2 separate regions of the Macaca mulatta genome follow, and region 2 is linked to region 1. A link is a contact called in public Hi-C data. All regions are on one chromosome and are shown on one strand. The core of a region is the stretch at or near the end of the contact, and the rest is flanking DNA. Distances in the headings are between cores, read along the strand shown.

Region 1 (4,234 bases), core at 266-2,765:
TAAAAACTACTACTATTTGCTCCCTCCTTAAGGATGAATACCTAGTAAATTGTTCTTAAATGAATGAATGAAATGTGAAACTAAATCATGGAGTGTAATCTCCTCCATTAGATTTGTCCCTGGAAAACCAAGTTACCAAATTTTTTTGATCTAAATGATCCGTGCCCAAACTGTAACAGAAATAAAAACCACACCCAACTCCTAAAATTAAATTACTTTTAAAGTTATTAGAGAACAACAGGGCTTTAGAACATCAGCAGGATGTTCTGTTTTAAAATTGATTTGGCATCCAGGAGTCTAAGCCGAGTCGCCACAGCAGACTGGCTTAGTAATTTAATTAGAGTCTTCTGGAAGGACCCATTATATCGTCATCCCCCGACAGTGTTCTCTTTAGGGACCTGATTTTCTCTCTAGTCTTCCCATTCCTTTCTCCTTCCTCGCCTCCTCTCACTCCTTTTGTTTGACCTTTTTTTCTTTTTTTGCTCTTAAAACAGCTTTCCCTCCGTTCAGTTTGTCATTCCCATGCATTTTTCACTCTAACAAGAAATGGGTCACCCCAGGTTTGCTCCCCAAGCCCCAGGGCCCCTCAGGACGAGTGGGAAAGGCCCTGCGGTCCACCCCGCCTGGGGGATTCCTCCTCTGATCACAGCCCCGGCAGGCTCCGCAGATGGGAAAGGATTTCCAGCGCGCGCCTAGCGGCCACAAATCACTTCCCTGGGCCACCCTGCCAGGCCTCAACCCTCCCAGAGCCGTCGGTCGGCTTTTACTTTAACGAGGATTCAGGTGGGTCACACCCTGTCCTCCAAACGCGGGCCTGCTCCCCGGACCCCGCCCAGGGGCTCGCCCCAGTGCCCAGGCTCCTCGGCATCCCTAGCACTGTGGGAGGCGGGGAAGTGAACCCAAAGTTGCTTCTGAGTGGAGACTTCCGCACGCAGAGGCGTCCCCGCAGCTGCCTGCCTTTTTCAGGGGCAGCATCCCCCGCCCGTCCGGAGCCTGATCTCGGGGCACCAACGCACCCCGCGCCTCCGCCCCGCCGGGGCCGCACCGGGGCCTCAGTCTGCAGGAAGCCGGGGACAGCGGGCTTCCTCCCCTGCCCGGAGCAGCCGAGTGTCCCGGCCAACCTCCCCCGCCGAGAGCGCAGCGCCCCCGCGCAGTCCCCGAACTTCTTCCCGCGTCGGCTAGGGCTCTCGGGTGGGGACGCGGGGACCCCTCGCTCACCGATATCCCCATCGTCGTCGTCGTCCTCCTCCTCCATTTGTAGCAAAACATTCCTGCTCATCTTTTTCATGTCTCCTTCAGAAGGCGGCTCCGAACTTGGCGCGAAGTTGGGGGCTCCCGGGTTCCGGAACGGCGCGGCTCTCCCAGGGGCCGGATCGGGGACCGCGGGGCCCTTGTCACTTGGGCTCAGGGGCCGGTCTGCCCAACCTGCGCCTGGGAAAGCCGAGCCGAGGCGCCCACTGACCGGAGCCCAGAGCCGGAGGAAGCCTCTCGCCTGCCGAGCGGAGCCCGGAGACTGAGCATGCCCAGTGCGGCCGCCGCGGCTCGCTGCGGAATGATTGAACTTCCCCGGTTTTATGAGGCTTGCAGAAGGAAGTCGGGAGGCGAGACTGGAGAGGGAGTAGTCCGGTGCTGCGCGCTGGGGGACTAGCTGGAGTGAGAGGCGGGAACACGTGAGTGCGGGAGTGGACGGGGTTCCCTAAACATTGATCCCAAACAGGGCAGCTTTTCGTTCCAAGGTCGTCTGTGAACACACACTGCGGCTTGCTTTGTTTTAACGTCTGATACTGGAGAGGGGGGAAATGCTGCTACAGCACAACTGCAGAACCCTGGAAGGCGAGCTCGTTTGAATGGCTTTTAAAGGAGACGTGGAGCTAGTAATGGGGGAATCTTAAATTACTCCGAAGTGGGAAAGTGGAATCTTATACGGGTAGGGTAAGATTACGGGGGAGTGGGGGTGGGAGGAGAGGCAAAACTCAGAGAATAAGCAAAAGAAGAAGGGGCGGGACGGAAGGGAGTGGCGGTGGAGAGAATTTTCTAAATAAACGTGTGCACAAAGGCAGGAGGATTTCCGCATACATAGCGGTCGCGGAGAGTGGAGAAGCGCCCCCTACCCCGCCCGCACGAGCACACAGGGAGTGGTCGGAAGGTAATCGCTGAAGCGTCCAGCCTATTTGTACAATGGAAACTAGTCGTCTGTGTCAAAGAGGCAGAAGAAGCCGAAGACCACTAGAGTTAGATGTAAACTCCTCTAAAACCATGTGGAAAGCTATAATAAGAGAAAAGAAAGTAGTGAAATAAAATTAAGGCAGATAGTTTTTATCTTTATTTTTAGTGCTTTCCTGGAAACCAAAGGGACCAATACGACAAATACAAAGGGATTTAGTACTTTAAAGACCCTTGGAGTTGTTTGAACGGCAGGTTTTGGGGATCGCGTGTCTACAAAACTTTTTTCAAAAAAGCTGGTGCATTCAGGTGGTTCAATTTTGACTTCTCAAAAGGGCTAGAAGGTATATTTGAAATCTTGGTTATATGTGTTATTGTCTACTCCTCACTGAATTTTTTTTTATATTTTTTTCCACTGAAGTGCTAGGGTTATCACAATAACACGAAATCTGCTGTGCATGTTTTTTCTTCCATATGCTTTTTTTGAGACGGTCTCGCTCTGTTGCTGAGGTGGGAGTTCAGTAACTCCGTGCTACAAGCGGAGCACACCACCATGTGGGGCTTATTCTTAAATTTTTTGTAGAATGGGTGTCTCACTATGTTGCCCAGGCTGATTTTGAACTCCTGGCCTCCAGCAATCCTTGCACCTCAGTTTCCTAACTTATTTTTAATGTTCTCTCTGAAAGAAATAAAATATTGAGACCAATCTTCACTGGGAAAATAGCCATGAATATATACATGAAAAGACATGATGAAATTACTTTTAAGAAAATATCTGGGAAACACTATACTTGTTTCTTGAGGTACTTTTTTTGAATAAAGAGAATTGTTTTTAGTATAAAGAGACAACAATGTAGTACTCTGAAGTTAGGATAAAAAAATGATGGGAGAAGAAAGATGAGAAGAGATTGTTTTCTTTCACTGAACCCTCTCCCCTGAGCTTATGAAACTCACTAAAAGTAGAAACTTCAAAAGTGTTTTGGTTACATGATCAATTTTTACAATTTTCCTTTAACAAATTTTTGTGTAGTCATTTTTATGTACTAGGAAAAGTTTTACATGTTTTATAAGCATCCAGTCATTCAACCCTCATAACAACCCTAGAAATTATCATTTTTCTTCAGGTGTGAGGCAACTTGAGCAACTTGTCCAAAATCACACAGGAAATAAATAGCGGAGCCAGGATTAAAACCCGAACAGCTTGTTTTAGAATCAGTGCTCATAGCCACTTCATAAACCACCTCCAGAGACATGTCCCAATCCATTTTTTTTTTCAGATCACTTTTCCCCCCAACAATTCTAAATTCAAAGTCTCATCAACTCCCTGCCGTAGTTCTTTCACCAAATGTTCTTCTTTTTTTTTTTTTTTTGAGGGGAGTCTCGCTCTGTCGCCCAGGCTGGAGTGCAGTGGCCGGATCTCGGCCCACTGCAAGTTCCGCCTCCCGGGTTTACGCCATTCTCCTGCCTCAGCCTCCCGAGTAGCTGGGACTACAGGCACCCGCCACCTTCCCCTGCTAGTTTTTTTGTATTTTTTTAGTAGAGACGGGATTTCACCGTATTAGCCAGGATGGTCTCGATTTCCTGACCTCGTGATCCGCCCGTCTCGGCCTCCCAAAGTGCTGGGATTACAGGCTTGAGCCACTGCGACCGGCCTTTTTTGTGTGTGTGTGTGTGTGTGTGTGACAAAGTCTCGCTGTCGCCCAGGCTGGAGTGCAGTGGCGCGATCTCGGCTCTCTGCAAGCTCCGCCTTACGCCTTACGGGTTCACGCCATTCTCCTGCCTCAGCCTGCTGAGTAGCTGGGACTACAGGCGCCCGCCACCAAACCCAACTAATTTCTTGTATTTTTAGTAGAGGCGAGGTTTCACCGTGTTAGCCTGGATCCTCTGGATCTCCTGACCTCGTGATCCGCCCGCCTCTGCCTCCCAAAATGCTGGGATTACAAGCATGAGCTACTGCGCCCGGCCTTGTTCTCATTTTTATGGACTAAGACTTTGCTCAAAGTTACTTTGTAGTTAGAAAATTATCGTAGTTGATTTTGCAACAAGTTTTAATTAGTCATTCAGAATTCTT
Region 2 (4,273 bases), core at 833-3,332, 520 kb before region 1:
CGGATCGATCGGTAAGAGTTCCTAAGCAAGGGCTTCTTGAATCACTGTGTTTTCACCAGAGAGCCCTGTATTTAATACCACTTGTTTTGTTTGGATGGGGGGGGTTGGTGGGTTTGTTTTGTTTTTGAAGCCCGGACAATAACCAATCGCAAGTCCCTCTGTCGCCCCCTTTTAAATCTCAACGCGGTCCGTTTACACTTAAAAAAAAAAAAAAAAAAAAAAAAAAAAAAAAAAAAAGTTCAAAAGGATCAATACAGTTCCGGACAGCGACGTCCGCGGGTTCTGGGGGGGCCAGGGCCAGGGCCGATTCCGATCCCTCTCCCAGATCTATCCATCTCCATAGGCCCTTCTTTGAGGCCTACAGCTTCTGCCTAGCCTTGAAGCCTAAGATGGCTATTTGGAGACAGGTCCTGGTTTCTTTTGTTAGCTGTATAAACCGAGGGCGACGGGGCCGAGGCTGTGCCCCCGGCTGCCGGGATCATTTCGCAGCCGATTATCGATGTTAAACCTGCCCGCGCTAATTTTGAGTTGCACGAAAACTGCTCTCAGAGTCTGTGTGTCTCTGTGTCTCCGCCTGTGCTAGAGCGGCAGCGGCGGCAGAGCTGACTCGCGAGCGAGCGGGCGGGCGGCGCGGGCGCGGGGCGGGCGCGGGGCTCAGGCTGGCGCCCCGCACGCCCGCACTCCCCGCCACGGCGCTCAGACCCTGCCGGCCCGACCGGGCACCGGGCAGGGCGCGAGCCGGCGCCGGGCCGCCCGCCCGCCGGAGCCCCGCGCCCGCCGCGCGCACGCGAGCCACCAGGCCAAAAACAGCCCCGCCGCCGTCCGCCTCCGTGCCACCGGCTGGGAGCGAAAAGAACGCCTTTTGCCCCTGCGGGCCACCCCCCCAGCCCCAAGCGCCCACTCCGGGGTCAAAGGAGACTTTTTGGAGGAGGCCAGCGAGAGGGAAATACAAATTAAAACTTCCACTCACCTTCGCGAATCCGCCTAAAGTAGTGACTCTGGTGTAGAGACCGTGAAGATCCAGCTCCTTCCCACCCACCGCAGGGATTTTTTTAAAAGGCGACCTGCGGGAGAGAGAAAGCCCCGCACTTGTCAGCCGGGACCCCGTGCCCGGCCCGGGCGGGAGAGCCCCGTTCGCCCCGGCTCGCCCCGGCGCTGCCCCCCCGGTTCTGCTCTCACCCTCTGCTGTGGTGGAACTGCCGCAGCTCGTCCAGGAAAGCGAGTCCCTTTCTCCGCTCGTCCGGAGGCGCCTTCCCCGTCGAGTTTGCCATTATTTTTTCAAAGGAGGTTTTTAAAAAACCCAGATCGGTGTTTTAAAAGCGCCCCCCGCTCCCAGCGCTTCCTACCAGAGCCCGGAGCCCATTCCTCGGCCGGCGGCGGCGGGGCTCAGTCATGGGCCGGCGGTGGCGGCGGCGGCGGCGGCGGCGGCGGCGGCGGCGGCGCAGGGAGGGAGGGAGGGAGGGGGAGGAGGAGGAGGAGGAGGGGAAGGAGGGAGCAGGAGGCCAGGGGGAGAGGAGGGAAGGAGGGAGGGGAATTTCTAAAAAAGTTTAAAGAAATCGGAGCGAAACTAGAGGGGCAGGCGACTGCCGGATCCGCGCGAAGCCGCGGGGCGAGCGCGGCCCCCACCCCTTCCTTCCCTCCCTCCCTCCCCGTGGCCCGGCTCTCGCCCGCCTCTCAGCGCCGCCGGCTGAGGCGGCTCAGCCCGGGGACGCGATTCAACATGGTGCTGCTGCCGGGGGCGCGCGAGCGGGCGAGGGGCAAGGCGAGCTGATGGTGAGGGGTCTGGGCTGCCGGAGGCCCAAGAGTTTCGGCGGCGGCGGCGGCGGGGCTGGGGCAGGCGGGGCTGGGGGTGGGGAGGGGGAGGTCTGTGTGGTGGTTTGTGGAAAGCGGGGTGACAGCGTGTATTTCGGCCCCGGCTCCGCGGGGCCCTCGCACACATTTACGCGCGGCCTCGGCCGCGGAGGCCGGGGCGTCCCCAGGCAGAAGCACCGGCGGCAGCTGAGCCGCTGCGCGCCGCCCGCCTGCTTCCCTCCCCGCCAGCCTCCCTCTCTGCCGCCGCCAGCGCCGCCGCCACGGCCCGGCAGCCAGTGCCACACAGCGACCCCCGAGGGCCGGCCGCGGCACTGCGCCTGGCTCCACACCGCCCCGGCAGCTCCTCGCGGGGAACAATAGACTCGGCTCGCCGGGCTTAGGGTTCGTCTGCAATGTGCCGCACATTTCACACACACACACAAAGCCGGCGGAAAGGGGGGCGGCGCGGGGAAACGGCCACTACCGGTTGTTCCAGGGTTAGGGGTGGAGGCGATGTTCGCGTCCCCGGCCCGGCTGTTAGAAGGGCCGCCTCGGAGTCCCCGCCCGCCCGATAGAACCGGTGTGGCGCTCTGAAGGGAAAGGAAGCTCACCGGGGCAGCTACTCACGCTACGCAACATTCACAGATCGGAATAAAGTCAATGTGTTACCTTCTCTTTTTGTAAAGTCTAAAGGAATCGGCTTTTATGAGCCTTATGCTAGTATTTTGGGGCCTGGTTAGCACATTTTCTATGAATTATCCACACGCTAACTTTAGCAAACTATACGTTAAATACATTGTGAACTGTCTGTCCTAGTTCTGTGGAAATAGAGTAATGCTGTTAATACATCTTGCCGCTGGTTGGCTTCACATATCAAACTGGATTATTCTATGACCAAAGTTATGCAAGCTAACTAAACTGGTTGGGAAGCAATCTGTCGAACTTCGACAATAATTAACGTTTACATTTTTATAGTAAGGTCTCTTCAAGATTGCTGCATTTAAAATAAATATCGAATAAAACATTTTTCCTTGCTTTCAAATGTCTTAAATGTAATCCTTGTTTAAAATATTTTTGAAAGTTAAAAAAACCCTTTGTTTAAATGATAGTCAAAACATCTCAACAAATACTACCACCTAAATTTGCATTTACGAAGGGTGTTGGAGCCGGCTTTTTGCTACAAATGTTAAGATTACAGTACGTGAAGCGTATTATTATTCCCATTTTAGTGACGGCCACCACGGGCAAAGTCACTGCCTAACGCAAGGTCACAGGGTAGTAAGGGTCTGGATGGGTTATTTCAGGTAGTCGTTCCAATGGGAACATTGCTTTGGAGGTGAAAAATTATGTAATATAGTGCAGCGTGCTTCCGGTGCTCACTCTAGGAAACGGACTTATTTCCCAACTAAAGTTTGTCTCTTAAGTGGGGTCGGAATAAGGTTGTGGCTAGGAAGTTCCTGACACCCCAGGGCCAGTGAGTGTCTCGGAAGCCTGTGAGGGGCGGAGACCCGGCTCGGGGAGGTGGAGAAGCTCGGCGGCCGCGGGAGACTAGGGGTGAGACTGCTGTTAGGAACACTCGGCCAGCTGTCCCTTCCCCCACCCGTCCTCTTAGGGGGAGTGGAGATGTGGGCTCGGAGCTGCGTGGCCCGGGCTGTGCGGATTCCCTAAACGCCGCACTTGCGCACAGCCCCTTACGTAACCGTCAGTGCCGGGGATTCCCTAGAGGGGGGTCATTCTATTCAACCATTATACACACCCCGGGCTCCTGCCGCCGCGCCGCCGCCGCCTCACAAAATGGCGGCGCCCATAGAGGAGACAGCGTCCGCCTCCCCGGCCCCATTTTGTGGGAGGTGAGAGATCTGTCAACACGGAAAACCTCTGCTGAGGATGCATCCGAGTTTGGAAACCCCACTTAAGGGATGGAGCCTGGGGGATCACATTAAACGGAAAATGCCAACGACTTCCACCTCTACGCGTTTTTAGTTTTTCATTTTCTCGAAGGAAGCGCCAGAAGCCTGTGGGGAATAACTAGAGGGAGAACGGAAAGCTGAGGTGACTGCTCCGGGGACTTGCCGCGGCGCCTTAGTGGCTTTGGTTGCTCTTCCACGCTCCCGGCACCTGACCGCGATCTCTTGGAGGGTGTCCTGGGCCACCTCGGCCGCGCCTGTCGTGCAATGAGACTTTTCTGTAGTTTTAAAATGCAACAGTCCACGGCCCGGTCGGCACCGCTCGCCTGAATCGTGGGCTTCGGGAAGCCTGGAGGCTGCTGCTCCAGGAACTCGCGGTCGGCCGGGAACCGGGGAGCTCGGTTGCCAGGAGCGGGCGGTATTCGTGGACTCCGGCGGCCCTAGCGGGTGGCGGCCGGGATCCGAGCTGGGGATGACGGTGCTGATGGAGCTGATGGGGCAAGAGTGGGAACGGAGGCACGTACACTGAAATTTAAGTCGTCCGAGTTGGGACTTAAGATAGAAGGTTAATATTG

Evidence for each region. A called contact is a pair of places that touch in the nucleus more often than the background predicts.
Region 2: a Hi-C map of fetal cortex germinal zone shows a contact between it and region 1, with 3 times the contacts expected there. The contact joins the promoter of ARID2 here to the promoter of ANO6 in region 1. A contact is called at or near these places in 2 of 14 Hi-C or Micro-C datasets (fetal cortex germinal zone and fetal cortical plate).

The regions. Positions count from the first base shown.
Region 1 is chr11:52,254,996-52,259,229 of T2T-MMU8v2.0, reverse strand. It overlaps ANO6 (anoctamin 6), which reads right to left and starts at 1,515. Exons shown (of 19, transcript XM_077953929.1): 1 at 1,219-1,515. The coding sequence starts at 1,269.
Region 2 is chr11:52,774,697-52,778,969 of T2T-MMU8v2.0, reverse strand. ARID2 (AT-rich interaction domain 2) reads right to left here and starts at 2,082. Exons shown (of 21, transcript XM_028829418.2): 1 at 1,180-2,082; 2 at 971-1,064. The coding sequence starts at 1,271.